Linked DNA regions of Sus scrofa: regions 1, 3, 4 and 5 are each linked to region 2. Evidence: chromatin contacts called from public HiChIP or PLAC-seq and promoter capture Hi-C data. All regions are on one chromosome and are shown on one strand. The core of a region is the stretch at or near the end of the contact, and the rest is flanking DNA. Distances in the headings are between cores, read along the strand shown.

Evidence for each region. Promoter capture Hi-C pulls out the DNA fragments that hold promoters and counts their contacts. HiChIP or PLAC-seq counts read pairs in DNA pulled down with a chosen protein or histone mark.
Region 1: a contact with region 2 is called in an H3K27ac HiChIP or PLAC-seq map of alveolar macrophages. The contact joins the promoter of RASSF1 here to the promoter of MANF in region 2. A contact is called at or near these places in 1 of 5 promoter capture datasets (liver), 4 of 47 Hi-C or Micro-C datasets (embryonic fibroblasts and liver) and 1 of 2 datasets of contacts at active chromatin or transcription factors (alveolar macrophages).
Region 3: a contact with region 2 is called in a promoter capture Hi-C map of fetal liver, with 4 times the contacts expected there. The contact joins the promoter of HEMK1 here to the promoter of MANF in region 2. A contact is called at or near these places in 3 of 5 promoter capture datasets (fetal liver, fetal skeletal muscle and liver), 18 of 47 Hi-C or Micro-C datasets (alveolar macrophages, brain, embryonic fibroblasts and 12 more) and 2 of 2 datasets of contacts at active chromatin or transcription factors (alveolar macrophages and skeletal muscle).
Region 4: an H3K27ac HiChIP or PLAC-seq map of alveolar macrophages shows a contact between it and region 2. The contact joins the promoter of MAPKAPK3 here to the promoter of MANF in region 2. A contact is called at or near these places in 4 of 5 promoter capture datasets (fetal liver, fetal skeletal muscle, liver and 1 more), 17 of 47 Hi-C or Micro-C datasets (adipocytes, alveolar macrophages, embryonic fibroblasts and 11 more) and 2 of 2 datasets of contacts at active chromatin or transcription factors (alveolar macrophages and skeletal muscle).
Region 5: a contact with region 2 is called in a promoter capture Hi-C map of liver, with 10 times the contacts expected there. The contact joins the promoter of TMEM115 here to the promoter of MANF in region 2. A contact is called at or near these places in 2 of 5 promoter capture datasets (fetal skeletal muscle and liver), 8 of 47 Hi-C or Micro-C datasets (embryonic fibroblasts, heart right ventricle, liver and 1 more) and 2 of 2 datasets of contacts at active chromatin or transcription factors (alveolar macrophages and skeletal muscle).

What each region holds. Positions count from the first base shown.
Region 1 is chr13:32,824,197-32,826,896 of Sscrofa11.1, reverse strand. RASSF1 (ras association domain-containing protein 1) reads left to right here and starts at 1,411. Exons shown (of 6, transcript XM_021068824.1): 1 at 1,411-1,499. The coding sequence starts at 1,478. It overlaps ZMYND10 (zinc finger MYND domain-containing protein 10), which reads left to right. Exons shown (of 12, transcript XM_021068822.1): 8 at 78-250; 9 at 497-622; 10 at 705-826; 11 at 938-1,063; 12 at 1,152-1,499. The coding sequence ends at 1,227.
Region 2 is chr13:33,656,990-33,659,689 of Sscrofa11.1, reverse strand. MANF (mesencephalic astrocyte derived neurotrophic factor) reads right to left here and starts at 1,411. Exons shown (of 4, transcript NM_001244655.1): 1 at 1,284-1,411; 2 at 431-558. The coding sequence starts at 1,368. It overlaps DOCK3 (dedicator of cytokinesis protein 3), which reads right to left. Exons shown (of 55, transcript XM_021068838.1): 55 at 2,557-2,700.
Region 3 is chr13:33,045,667-33,048,366 of Sscrofa11.1, reverse strand. It overlaps HEMK1 (hemK methyltransferase family member 1), which reads right to left and starts at 1,327. Exons shown (of 11, transcript XM_021068829.1): 1 at 1,180-1,327. C13H3orf18 reads left to right here and starts at 2,672. Exons shown (of 5, transcript XM_003132231.4): 1 at 2,672-2,700.
Region 4 is chr13:33,096,139-33,098,838 of Sscrofa11.1, reverse strand. It overlaps MAPKAPK3 (mitogen-activated protein kinase-activated protein kinase 3), which reads right to left and starts at 1,431. Exons shown (of 11, transcript NM_001143717.1): 1 at 1,326-1,431; 2 at 775-1,050. The coding sequence starts at 999.
Region 5 is chr13:32,841,524-32,844,223 of Sscrofa11.1, reverse strand. TMEM115 (transmembrane protein 115) reads left to right here and starts at 1,302. Exons shown (of 2, transcript XM_003132227.6): 1 at 1,302-2,691. The coding sequence starts at 1,841.

The sequences.
Region 1 (2,700 bases), core at 162-2,661, 830 kb after region 2:
AGTCTCCCAGCCCACGCAGCTGGCTCACTCAAAGAGCATGCGATGTTTGTACCCAGTATGCTGGTTCCTCTCCCCAGGCAAGCTGCAGCAATTTGAGAGTGGCCGTTGGCAGACAGTGCCCCCATCAGAGCAGCAAAAACTGAGCAAGTTGGATGGGCAGGTGTGGATTGCCCTGTACAACCTGCTGCTAAGCCCCGAGGCCCGAGCCCACTATTGCCTCACCAGCTTTGCTAAAGGACAGCTACTCAAGGTAGGAACTCCTCCCATATCAGCCCCACAGCCCCCTAGCCCTGCCCCACCCCACCCCTGTTTATTTTTACCCACCTGCCTCAACCCTAGGCCTCTCTCCAGAACTTGGGCCTCAGGTGACACACACAGAAGCTAATGGGATGTGGGTCCCACGGGCATCCTTAGTCCAACCCAGCCCAGGGTCTCTCTGTTCCTTGACCTTCTGGTCAGCACTGCTTCACACTGGCCTCCCTGGAAACCCTTGCAGCTTCAGGCATTCCTCACAGACACGCTGCTGGACCAGATGCCCAACCTGGCAGACCTGCAGGGTTTCCTAGCCCACCTGGCCCTGGCCGAAGCCCAGCCCCCTAAGAAAGACCTGGTGTTGGAACAGGTAGGCACTAGAAAGTTAGTTGCTCGGGACCACTGCCCACTTTGCCAGCTCCTCCCTGCTACTCTCCATTTCTCTTCCCCAGATCCCAGAAATCTGGGAGCGGCTAGAGCAAGAGAACAAAGGCAAGTGGCAGGCTATTGCCAAGCACCAGCTGCAGCATATATTCAGCACCTCAGAGCAGGACCTGAGGCTGCAAGCACAAAGGTGAGGCCTGCTGGAAGGGGTGGAAGAGATGCAGAAGGCATGGATGTGGGCAGGGCTGCTCCTGTCCCCCCACCCACAGGTCCAGTCAAGTCCTTCTGACCCTTTTCCCAGGTGGGCTGAGACCTACAGACTGGACGTGCTGGAGGCAGTGGCTCCAGAGCGACCCCGCTGTGCTTACTGCAGTGCAGAGGCCTCCAAGCGCTGCTCACGATGCCAGAATGAGTGGTACTGCTGCAGGTGAGGGTATCCTAGGATCTTGGATCCCTAAATCCCACTTCCATACCCCTCACAAACACTGAATCTTTACTGGCCCACTTGCCTGCAGGGAGTGCCAAGTCAAGCACTGGGAAAAACATGGAAAGTCTTGTGTTGTGGCAGCCCAAGGTGACAGAGCCAAGTGAAGGATGCAGCTGCTGAGGGCCAACCACCATGCCATACAATCCACTAGAGTGTACCCCTGAACCTCTGGATCTCGGCCTGGCCTCTGCAAGTGCCCCAGCCTCCCAGATGAGGAAGACAGCAGGAGGGAAGTGCTGCTGACCCATCTTCCCCAGCAAAGCCATCCCCACTTCCTGCCCCACCCGGCTTAGGGTGCAGCCTCAGCAAGCTGGGGAGAGAGGCCCTGGGCGGGGTTGTGGGGGTGAGAACCGGATGTGGGGACCCTCTTCCTTCAGTAAGTAAAGTAAAGCTGGTTTCCATAAAGACGCCTGTTTTCCGCGTGGTCGTCGTGGTTGTTAGGGGGAGGGGAGTAGCTCGAGGGATGAAGGGAGGTAGGAGGGCGGGGACTCCGCGACAGCAGCACCCGTGCAGCGCCCTCCGGGCTCCACTTCTCCTGCGGGAGGGCAGACGCAGCCTGGGTGCTGGGTATCCCTGGCGCCGCGCTCTTTTGCTCTCCCGCCGCTCTGCCTGAACCCCGGAGGCGGCGCCGCATCGGGGGCCCGCCCCGCGGCCCCGCCCGTCGGGAGCTCGCTCGGCGCCCAGAGCCAGCAGGAGTCCCGGCCGGACCGGGACATGTCCGCTGAGCCCGAGCTCATTGAGCTGCGGGAACTGGCACCCGCTCGGTGCGCCGCCCCGGTCCGCACCCGGCTGGAGCGTGCCAACGCGCTGCGCATTGCTCCGGGCACAGCGCGCAACAACGCAAGGCAGCTGGTCCCGGGCCGAGGCCACCGCTTCCAGCCTGCGGGGCCCGCCACGCACACGTGGTGCGACCTCTGTGGTGACTTCATCTGGGGCGTCGTGCGCAAGGGCCTGCAGTGCGCACGTGAGTAGCGCCCGGGGCATTGGCGAGAGTGAAACGGGTGGCCAAGCTGAAGGCCAAGTTGCTACGGAGGGGGTCAGTGGGGACCACAGACCAGGTAGTTTACTTTTGCCAAATAGCCTAAGACAGTGCAGGCAGATGGGTTATAACCTTGATATCTTACAAGCGTGCCACCTGCATATGGGACATAGGCAGCAGTGGTTGCCTGTGAATAACAAGGTGCTGCTTTCAAGTTTAAAAAGTGCCTTGATCCTTCTTGAAAAAGGCTTTGTACCCACCAGTCTTTGAGTTCATATTCCCACACCTGCCCCTTACAAAGATTCACTCACCAAGTCCCCCTCCAGAATTCCTGGGGTGAAGAGAATTTACCCGACAATGGGAGAAGGCCTTGAAAAAGTTAGACCCTTGGGTAGGCCCCCTGCAAGCAAGAGTTTTTGTTGAAGTTCTCCTTGTGGCTCAGCGGTATCTCATCTGACTAGTATCCATGAGGACATGGGTTCGATCCCTGGTCTTGCTCAGTGGGTTAAGGATCCGGCATTGCCATGAGCTGTGGTATACGTCGAAGATGTGGCCTAGATCCTGCATTGCTGTGGCTGTAGTGTAGGCCGGCAGCTGC
Region 2 (2,700 bases), core at 162-2,661:
GTTATCTTCTGTCCTCATGCATGCTCAACATAGCTCTGGCCTCTGGGCACTCATACTGGTTGTTCCCTCTGCCTGGGATGCTCTTCCTTTACCTCAATGGTGACCCTTTCTCAGAAGAATTCTTGATTATTGCCTAAATCAGCACCTACCCTCTCTACTGTACCATCCTGGCCCATTTTCTTCATGACACTCATCCCACCGCATCATTTGCCTGTCATTTCTCTCCCCGGATACTCCCAGTGCCCACCACACAGTAGGTGTTTAACCAATACTAAGAGGATAACATCACAACTGCAGAATACAGAAAGCACTTCAGTCTTATCTTAGTTCCCTGACAGAACAGGTGACCTGAACAGGCAGGTGGGCAGGGCCTTTTACTGAAAGGCTTGTGAAAGGAAAGGTTCAACACTGGCCAGGGCCAGCTACTCACCAACCGATTCTCTTTGCCTCTGGCTTCACGGCAGAACTTTGTAAGTTCTTTTTCAATAGAGGCTGGTGAGAATGTGACATCTCTGTCTTTGAGGTCCTGATAAAATCTTCCCAGGTAAGAAATACAAACTGGAAAAGAGAAGGAAGGAAGATGATCAGCAATCATGGAGTTGCACCCCAATCCACCAGGAAGGAACTCCATCCGCAATTTTAATAGGTGACACGGAGAGAGGAGTTCTTCCATCACCGGATTTTCTCAGGTGCCCACAGGTAGAAGGAACCGCGCTCCAGTTGCTAAGTCCCCTGGTACACCTGGAGCATGCAAGGAAAGAGCATCACCCAAAGACCCACAAAAGGGCTCCTCCTCGCTTTTTCCATAAAGTTTATGCAGAGACTGAACACGTGTCCTTGAGATGGACCCACTGTGACCTCGCAATTGGACAATTCGAGGCCCAAGAGAAAAAAAGATCCGAATGCTGCTCATTTCCAAATACAACGCCGAATCCCGAGGTGCGGCTTCGCAACCAGACCAGGCGCGGTGCCTACTGCCCGGCCTCAGGACTCCCGACCCGGGCCAGGGCCGCTCCTGGGCGCCTCTGCCCAGTGATGGGAAAGGACCACAACTCCGGCATTATTTAAATTTCTAGCCAAGTTTTCTGTATGATTTAGTCCCAACTTTTTTCTCATCGAACCAATGTTTTTTAGGCCCAGGAAATGTTTTCTAGGCCCGGCATCGGCCCTCCCGGGGCACCCCCGCCCGTTTCTGCCCCAGCATCCTGGCCGCTCCGTGGTTTGGTTGGAGTCAGCGCCGCCGCCAGGCCGGCCACGGCGCGCGGATCCCGACCCCGCCGCACCTTCACAGTCGCCCGGCCGTAGGGCCCGGCTTGCTGGCAGCACGCTCAGAGCCAGCGCCACTGCCAGCCCGTGAGTGAACCACATTCTCCACCACCCGCCGCCGCCACCGCCGCCGCCCGACTGAACCGCGCCCGCTGCGCGGCGCTGTCTCCAGGTCCCGGCCGCGCGCCGTAGCTCCCTATTGGCGGGCGGCCCCCGCACCCTCCCACACACCGCGCCCCCATTGGTCCACGCGCCTCGGAGCCCAGACGGGCCGCTCCACGCTGCCCTTCTCCATTGGCTGGTGGCGTCGCCCGCCCTCGGCCCTAGACAGTTGTCGGCCGCTGATTGAACCAGGGAGGCCCGCCGGAAGCGGCTGCGTCAGCGGCGGAAGCGGTTCGGACCGCCATCTTGGTTAGGGGCAGCGGCTGTGGCTGAGGCGGAGGGCGGGGGATTAGGGTGGCGTTTGGTTGTTGCCCCGCGCCTGTTGAACTGCCCTACAGATTCGGTGTTCTAGGCCTGGCGCCCGCCCAAAAAACCCTACGGACCTTCCCTCCCGGGCCTCAACTCGTGACGCTGGTCAGGGGTTCTGGGGTCAGACTCAACCCAGCAGGGCGGGGAGGGCGGTCGGCTCGGAAGAGGTTTCTTTTTTCGTAGACGATCACGTGGGCAGGGGAACCAGTCTTCGGGGAGCGCCTGCGAGGCCCACTGACCGCATCCAAATTGTCCTAGCCGCTCAGGCTCCTATCTCCTGGTCCAGGGGTGGCCGGAGCCCGCCTCGGACGGCCGACAGGAGGACCCCGGCCGGGGTAGACGGACTCTGGGCCGTCCTGGAGCTGAGAGAGGCGCCCTGGTCAGGGCTTGTTGCTTGCTTTTGGTCAGGTGCATCCAGTCTCACAGTGGGGAGGCCTGGGGCTTCGGAGGTTTGTCCCCGACGCTGGAGAGTCTCCCCCTTTCCTCACTAGCTCCGGAGCCTTGCCCGAGGAGGCTGGCTCGCCTCCTCCAGCTTCCCAGCCGACCGCTCAGGAGGGGCCCTGGCTGCCGAGGGCGCTTCCTTAGGAGGGTTCTGTGGGTCGGCGGACAAGCAGTGGAGGTGGTTTTCTCTTTGCTTCCTCTATATTTTGGTGCAGGGATGGGCTACCTGTCCTTGAAGGCACGACGTGGGAAAGGTTGTTTCTGTGCTCAGGGCAGAAAAGAGATTTCTATGGGACTAAGTGGGGCTTGGAGCCCAGCGACAAGGGTTGGTGGGGGGCACTTGGGCTGCTCCCATTCAGTGAATTCAGTGGGTCAGTATCAGGTATTCATCTTTAATTCACATCACAGCAGTCAAGGGAGTAGGGGAAGGGGGGAAATCAAGTGGCAGATATTTACATCTAAAATTCACATTACTTGTTAGATTTAGAACATGCTACCACAATATATACAGTAAAATACCTT
Region 3 (2,700 bases), core at 78-2,577, 610 kb after region 2:
CAGAGCCACAGCAATGAGGGATCTGAGCTGTGTCTGTGACCTACACCAGAGCTCACAGCAACACCGGATCCTTAACCCACTGAGCAAGGCCAGGGATCAAACCCGCATCCTTATGGATTCTAGTCGGATTCGTTTCTGCTGCGCCACAACGGGAACTCCAACATTACATGCTCTTAACTAATATTACTAGGAGCAAGAGACCATCTTTGCTTGGGAGCTCTGCTTTTGACATTTTACATGTACTGTCCTTGATTTGTATGCTAAAAATCTGCCCCCTCCAAGAAACCGAGCTCATCCACAAAATCTCTGCTGTAAAACTCCTGACCAGGAGTTCCTGATGTGGCACAGTGGGTTAGGAATCCAACTAAAGTGGCTCTGGTTGCTGCAGAGGCTTGGGTTTGATCCTCAGCCAGGCAGAGTGGGTTAAAGGATCCAGCAGGCCGTAGCTGTGGTGCAGGTTGAAACTAATCAGATTCAATGTCTGGCCCAGGAACTTCCAAATGTCGTGGGTGCAGACATTAAAAAATTAATAATAAATACATATTAAAAAAAAAACTCCTCCCCAAATCCCCCCTGGTTTGGGAAGTTTTGAGGGAATTACTCTGCTGTGTCCCCCTTTGCCCGGAAAAGCAATAAGGCTATTCTTTTCTCCTTCATCCAAAACTCTGCCTCAGAGATTCAATTCAGTGTGGATGCACAAAGGCTGAGTTCTGGTCACACTCCCAATTTAATCCATAGTCCTAATCATCAGCATAAACTCAGCTAAAAAAGTGATAATTTTTGTTAATTTCATATTTAAGTTATCACAAACAAATTTAACTTCAGGTTTAAAATCAGTGGTCTTCTTTCCTCTTACAGAGATCAAGGTTCAAACTAGCCTTAACTGAATACCTGCTAAGTGCCACATCTTCAGAGACAAACAGAGAGGAAAAGGAGACTCGGAGACGGGAAGCAACCTGCCCAAAGCTAGGAACTGTCCCACGTAAGACACAAGTCCTTCGAACTCCAGGAGCGGCTCTGTCTGCCACAGCGCTGCCCAGGAAAAAGCTGAGGCTTGAAATCAAGGGCGCAGCTGCCCCCTCAGGTCCGCACGAAGAGGTCGCCTCTCCGCAAGTCTACCTCTCCATTTGTACAACGGGATAAGGGGAGGAGGGTAGGTCGGGAGAGTGCTGCTCATACCTGCCTGAGTTACCACCCTACTCGCCCTCCAGCCTAAAGAAACTACCGCGGGTTCGGCGCCCGGATGTGAGTAACGCGCGGTGAGCGCCCTCCAAGGCTCTGCTTCCGGGGTTGGAGCGGTTGGGAAAGGGCTCGGGTGGACCCCGCAGTCCAGCTTTAGGGTTCCTAGCGCCTCTAGGTTCCACCTCAGAAGGCGAGGCGGGCCAGTGGGGCAGGATTTGAACGCGACGCCCAAAAACGCCCGCCGGCGCCCCCCGTCAGAAAGTGCTTGGTAGTGTATAGGGTCGTTCCCCGGGGGCCTGGACCAGCCAGTCTTCCTAAAGGTCATAGCAGGGATATGACTCTGGCCTCAGTAACTGCTCCGAGCTGGCGTTTGGCTACCCATCCGTGCGATGTGTAGCCAGCCCAAATGGAGGCGTGTCACCAGCCAGCCCAGGGTTCGAGAATTGGGGCGCGATGCTCAGGAGCGTGGTCTAAAGAAGCCGGCGAGAGAGTAGAGGGGCTCGTGGGAGGGTCCCAGCACTGGGGGCGGGTACTAATTTAAGGAGCGGGACTGGGTGTCCAGGACCTGCGGTCCAGGTGGCGCCTGGGCTCAAGGGCTGCTTTTAACCCTCTAGTTCCCGTTTTAGGGTTTGGAGCAGGGAAACTGGAAGTAGGAGACTAGGATTAGAATCCTGACTCGTCTCGAGGCTTTGTCCAGGTGCCCATCTGTGGGCCTCAGTTGCTTTTATAAAATTCATGGCAGTGTCCTGCAAAATATGGCCTGCCAGTGCCAACCCCTCGCCCCGGAATCTATTGTTACCTACCTCACGGTTAACTAAACTACTATTAAACATGCAGTTTCCCCGAACTCCATCCCAGACCCCTGATCCCCATAAACTCCTTTGAAAACCTGAGGATTAGAAAGTATCTGAAGGCTCCTCTCCAGAGGTGTTCGTGCTCCGGATGGAGGGATGTCTGTGGGCTTGCTTGGTTCCAAGTGCCCAATAATACCACTGCAGTAATAATTCCAACCCGTCTCCAACTTCTCTGAAGATGAATCATTTCTAGACCAGGGTAGGTGTCCTTTACCAAGAGCCCACACACCAGAGCCCACGTGAACAGGAAACTGAGACCGAGGGAGGAGAACATCTTGCTCTAGGTCGCCAAGCTAATGGAGGGTCGATCCAGAGTTCAATATAGGCTCAAGGATCCTAGTCTAGTGCTCTCCCCAAACCTGCGTCCACCTGCGTTTGGGAAGCGCAAGTCTGTCTTGGCGGAGGTGGAGCCCAGGCTAGCCGGAGGCCAGAGTTCTGGCCCCTAGAAAGGGCCCGGCCAAGCATCATCCCCCGCCCAACTCTTGCATAGGCCTCGGGGAGTGAGGAGTGGTCTCCAAGAACCTTGACCCGGCTCCCGCTCCTGCTGGGGGCAGAGCCAGATCCAAGTGACAGGCCAGCGGGCCAATGCAGGGCGGGCTCTGGGCTTAACAGCCAATCCGGGGCAGGGGACTCGGAGCTGGCAGGGAGGAGAGGAGCTGGAACG
Region 4 (2,700 bases), core at 182-2,681, 560 kb after region 2:
ATTCAAGGGATTCTGGGTATGGGGCAGGGTCCTGGGCCCAGAACTCTATATATGACCTAAACCAGAACTACATAGCTAGACCAGCCACCCCCAGGACTCCCTGGATTCCACCTGTATCACTGAGATCTCAGCTAGGCCTATAAGGAGCCTCTGGTGTGATGTGGCTAGCTGGCTGGCTTGCCCTCTGCCCAGGAAACAAGGTGGGTCAGACTTGGATAGGACCTGCCCCTTTCAACATGGGTCTGGTGACTCAGCTGAAGCCCATCAGCAGCTCCTGCCCACAGGTGTGATGGGTGTCATCCTTGCCCACCAGTCAGCCCTGGGAGGCTCCCACCCAGGAGCCCAGGCAGGCAGGGGCCACAGGAGAATGCAGCCCCACTTCAAGCTTTCACAGGGACTCATTCTCAGGTAGAAAGAAACTTAGACCCATTCCAGTCAGAAGAGCTTCTCAGGGAAGGAGCAGCCAAGCTGAATGAAGGCCCTCCTTGGGCCCAGTCAGAAACCCAGAGTCAGGAGCCACTCCTTCCCTGCTTCCGGGTACAGCAGGCTGTACGCATACTGACTCCACCCCCTTGCTCCCTGGCACAGGACACCCTAGGCCTAGCCTCAGTTTCCCCAACTGTAAAGAAGGGAGGACCAGGAGCCTGTCCTTACCGGGTAGTAAGAGGGCGGAAGAAGATGCTGAGCATAAGAAGCTTAACAGAGGCCCCGAGGCCACAGGTCTCTGCTGCTGGGCCCTCTGGGTCACCCACACGGCAGTGAAGGGTCACTGACCTTCAGGGCACATTTCTGCCCAGTGCGCCGATGGAAACATTCCAGCACCTTGCCGTTCACACCCAAGCCCAGCACCTGCTTGGACAACTGGTAGTCGTCGGTCACTGCGTACTTCTTGGGCTCGCGCCGCCCCCCGAGGGCCGGAGCGCCTGCTAAGCAAGTTCCGCAGGGTGCACCTGGCGGGGGCGCAGGGCCCCCCTGATCCTCTGCTGTCTCGACATCCATGGCCCCCGCGGGGCGCTCAGAGGCGGCCCCAGCCTGGCGTGTCCAAGGCCACTTGGGGAAGAAAGGAAGAGTGAGTTCCGCTCAGATTACTTCAATATACCCCAGCCTTGGAGCCCCTGAACCACACTGGGTTTTGGGCCAGGGACAGGGCTGGGAATGCCAGGCGAACTGCTGGAGTGTACGGAGACGCGGCAGGGGGGCGGTGGTCGCGCAGCGGGGCACAGGAGAGTCCCGCCCGGCCACCCATCTAGAAGGGAAAGGGCCGCGAGGTCCCGGGAGTGGGAGGTGGAGGGGGCCCAGGGAAAGTGTACCTGGCGAGGGCGTACCTGGCAGTACACCCGGCTGCAGGGCCGGTAAGAGGTAGGGGCGGCAGTAGCCGGAGCCAGCGGCCGCGGGAGCCCGGAGCGGAGCCGCGCAGCCGTCGGCCCATGTGACCGCCCCCCTCCCCCACGCGTCCCAGACTAGAGGCCGGGCTCGGTCAGCCTTAAAGGGCCAGGAGGCCCTTGGCAGGATTGGGCGGGGCCCGGCGGGGCCCGCCCAGAGCAGCGGCAGCAATAGGGGGCGTGGCTTCTCGAGGGGGCGGAAACCACCGAGGCTCCGCCAGTGGCCCGGTAGACCCCAGCTCTAGAGAGCGAGGTTCTGCGTGGGTTGTTTGAGCCTCGAATTTTACCAGCCACCAAAGAAGTGGCAGCATAGGAAGTCTTGTTTCTCTCGGAGACTCAGGGAGCCCCTTTAGTGGGGTGTTTTCTCTGCACTCTGCCCTGAGACCTTCCAGAATAATTTGTAAAGCTTGCGATTTCCTTAGCGGTGGCCCACCGCCACCTACCTAAAGTACTAATTTTTGCCAACATGCCAAGTGAAATGGAATTTTGTTGTGATTCGCGTCTCTCTAGTTCCTAGTGGTTCTGGCCATCTCTTCCCTACCGTCCATCTCCTGCTCATATTCTCTTGGGATTCAGTATCCTAAGACCAGAAATCCTAAATTCCCATTTGGTCAGATGGATCAACTTTTCATCTTATGGTTTGAGCTTAGGGTGTTGTGTTTTAAAAGTCTTCTCCCACCCCAGTGACAGATATTCTTTTTTTTTTTTCCCCACTGTACAGCAAGGGGGTCAGGTTATCCTTACATGTATACATTACATTTTTCCCCCACCCTTTCTTCTGTTGCAACATGAGTATCTAGACAAAGTTCTCAAAGCTATTCAGCAGGATCTCCTTGTAAATCTATTCTAAGTTGTGTCTGATAAGCCCAATCTCCCGATCCCTCCCACTCCCTCCCCCTCCCATCAGGCAACCACAAGTCTCTTCTCCAAGTCCATGATTTTCTTTTCTGAGATGTTCATTTGTGCTGGATATTAGATTCCAGTTATAAGTGATATCATATGGCATTTGTCTTTGTCTTTCTGGCTCATTTCACTCAGGATGAGATTCTCTAGCTCCATCCATGTTGCTGCAAATGGCATTATGTCATCATTCTTTTTTATGGCTGAGTAGTATTCCATTGTGTATATATACCACACCTTCCGAATCCAATCATCTGTCGATGGACATTTGGGTTGTTTCCATGTCCTGGCTATTGTGAATAGTGCTGCAATGAACATGCGGGTGCATGTGTCTCTTTCAAGTAGAGTTTTGTCCGGATAGATGCCCAAGAGTGGGATTGCGGGGTCATATGGAAGTTCTATGGATAGATTTCTAAGG
Region 5 (2,700 bases), core at 53-2,552, 820 kb after region 2:
GTAAATAAATGAAAGATGGCATTCCAGGCCTTAGTGAAGACACCTTTCCTCACTCCACAAGAGCAGGCCACAGAGCAAAGCCTAACTAGCAACCTCTGGACAGCTCCCATGCTCTGCAGCAGTCCCAAAAATCCTGGAGTAGACTTGTCATATAAAATACTAAACATCCAGTCAAATTTGTTATTTCAGATAATCAACAAATATTTAGTATGTTACCAACACTGCATGGGACAAAGCAATGCTAAAAACTGGGGTCGCGCTTATACTGAAAAAATTGTTTACCTGAAATTCAAATTTAACTGAGTGCCCTCTTGATTTGCTCAATCTGGCAATCCTACACTGGGGCAGCATCCAGTGGGATGCCAAAGATAAAGGACAGCAACACCTTTTGTAACCTGGTAGGCTATGCACAATGGCAGCTGAACTGAGATCAGTGGTGGAAAGGAAGGGATTCTGCACTTCATAAATGTACTTTATTTTACAACTGTTTAAAATGTAACTCAATATAAAAAAAAAAAAATCAATTTGCACAGGACACAACCTGCCTGAAGCCACCATTGCACTGAAGTGGGGGCCCCAGGCCAGCCTGACTCAAGTTTGTGGAGAGACCTCTCTTCATGATGGTCAGCGATTGTCTGTGGTGGGGAGGAGAGCCACTGAGAGTGGCCCAACATCACCCATTTGGGGACTGGAGGCCTTAGTTCAAGTACTGGCTCCACCTCATTTGTAACAAGGGCAGCCAGGGCAACACCCTCACTGAGCGCCCAGAGTAGACTGGCATTTTACAGCCCAGTCCCCTTGGATCCTCACAGTAAGTACAGTCATCATCTCCATTTTCCTGTCCATGAAACTGATCTTCAACAAAGTTCAGGAATTTGGCCAATGTCACACAGCCGCCAAAGAGCAAAGCAAGAATTCCAACCTGAATCAGGCATACAGCAGACCGCCTTAATTCCTGGAGTTCGCGCCCACTGGATCATCCAACATTCTTACCCACATACCTGCCCGCAAGGAGACACCCACCCAGGTGTACAGGCATACACTGAGCCACTCCTCATGGGAAATTCATCAAGTGTGTGACCTGAGGTTGTGCTGCCGCTGGTATTCGCCGCTCTCTCAAGGTTAGCGACGCTAGTGCACCTTCCCCCACGTCCAGAGATCTGGCAGAAACGGTCCTGGGAACTACAACTCCCAAGCACACGCTTTTCTCACCACCAACAGGAACAGCCCGACGCACAGCCTCCTGGGACGTGTTCTACCCGGAATCCTGATTTCCGCTGGTTCCGGCTCCGGCCCAGGACTCCTTATCCCAGCATGCAGTGGAGCCGCAAGGCCGACGCTCAGAGGGCATCCTGCCGCCGCCCGGGGCGCGCAGGCGCAGCGCCCCTGTTTGTCGGCGCTTGAGAAGGGAGGAGGTAGAGTCGAAACCGAGACCCAGGCCGAGGCGGGACTGATCAGACTTGACTCCGGCCCAGAACTAGGCTCCAGTGCCGCGCGGACCGTAGGATCCCAGAGTGGATGGAGGAGATCGAGCCCTAAGATCACGTCCAGACCCGTTGGTGTGGCGTGGGGCCTGCAGGGAGACCAGGCGGGCGTGCAGAAGCTACCCAGGGCCTTCCCTCAGATCCCCTGCTAAGGGCCTAGTCCCCGGTCCGGCGACCAGGCCCGGCTCTGCCGTTTATGACCGGAGTCGACCTGACCGGAAGTGGAGATTTCACCCGGGCCATAGGCCATTGACTAGGCCGGGCCCGGGCCTCCCGTCGGGGCCGGACTTGGACGAGGCCCCGGGGAGGCCCCTAGCCCACTAAACCCTTCCCTCAGGCCGAAGCCAGCTGGGAAGATGCAGCGCGCCTTACCGGGCGCCCGCCAACACTTGGGGGCCATCCTGGCCAGCGCCAGCGTGGTGGTGAAGGCTCTGTGCGTTGCTGTACTATTCCTCTACCTGCTGTCCTTTGCCGTGGACACGAGCTGCCTGGCTGTCACCCCAGGCTATCTCTTTCCACCCAACTTCTGGATCTGGACCCTGGCCACCCATGGGCTGATGGAACAGCATGTGTGGGATGTGGCCATTAGCCTGGCCACAGTGGTGGTAGCTGGACGTTTGCTGGAGCCCCTCTGGGGGGCCTTGGAGCTGCTCATCTTCTTCTCAGTGGTGAACGTATCTGTGGGGCTGCTGGGGGCCTTCGCCTACCTCCTCACCTACATGGCTTCCTTCAACTTGGTGTACCTTTTTACTATCCGCATCCACGGCTCCCTGGGCTTCCTAGGTGGTGTCTTGGTGGCACTCAAGCAAACCATGGGGGACTGTGTGGTGCTCCGAGTGCCCCAGGTTCGTGTCAGTGTGGTGCCCATGCTGCTGTTGGGGCTGCTGTTGCTGCTGCGGCTGGCCACACTACTCCAGAGCCCAGCGCTGGCCTCCTATGGCTTTGGGCTGCTCTCCAGTTGGGTGTATCTTCGCTTCTACCAGCGCCATAGCCGAGGCCGAGGAGACATGGCCGACCACTTTGCTTTCGCCACCTTCTTCCCTGAGATCCTGCAGCCTGTGGTGGGGCTGTTGGCAAACTTGGTACATGGCCTCCTGGTGAAGGTAAAGATATGCCAGAAGACAGTGAAGCGCTATGATGTGGGCGCACCATCCTCCATCACCATCAGCCTCCCAGGCACAGACCCTCAAGATGCAGAGCGGAGAAGGTACCGTGG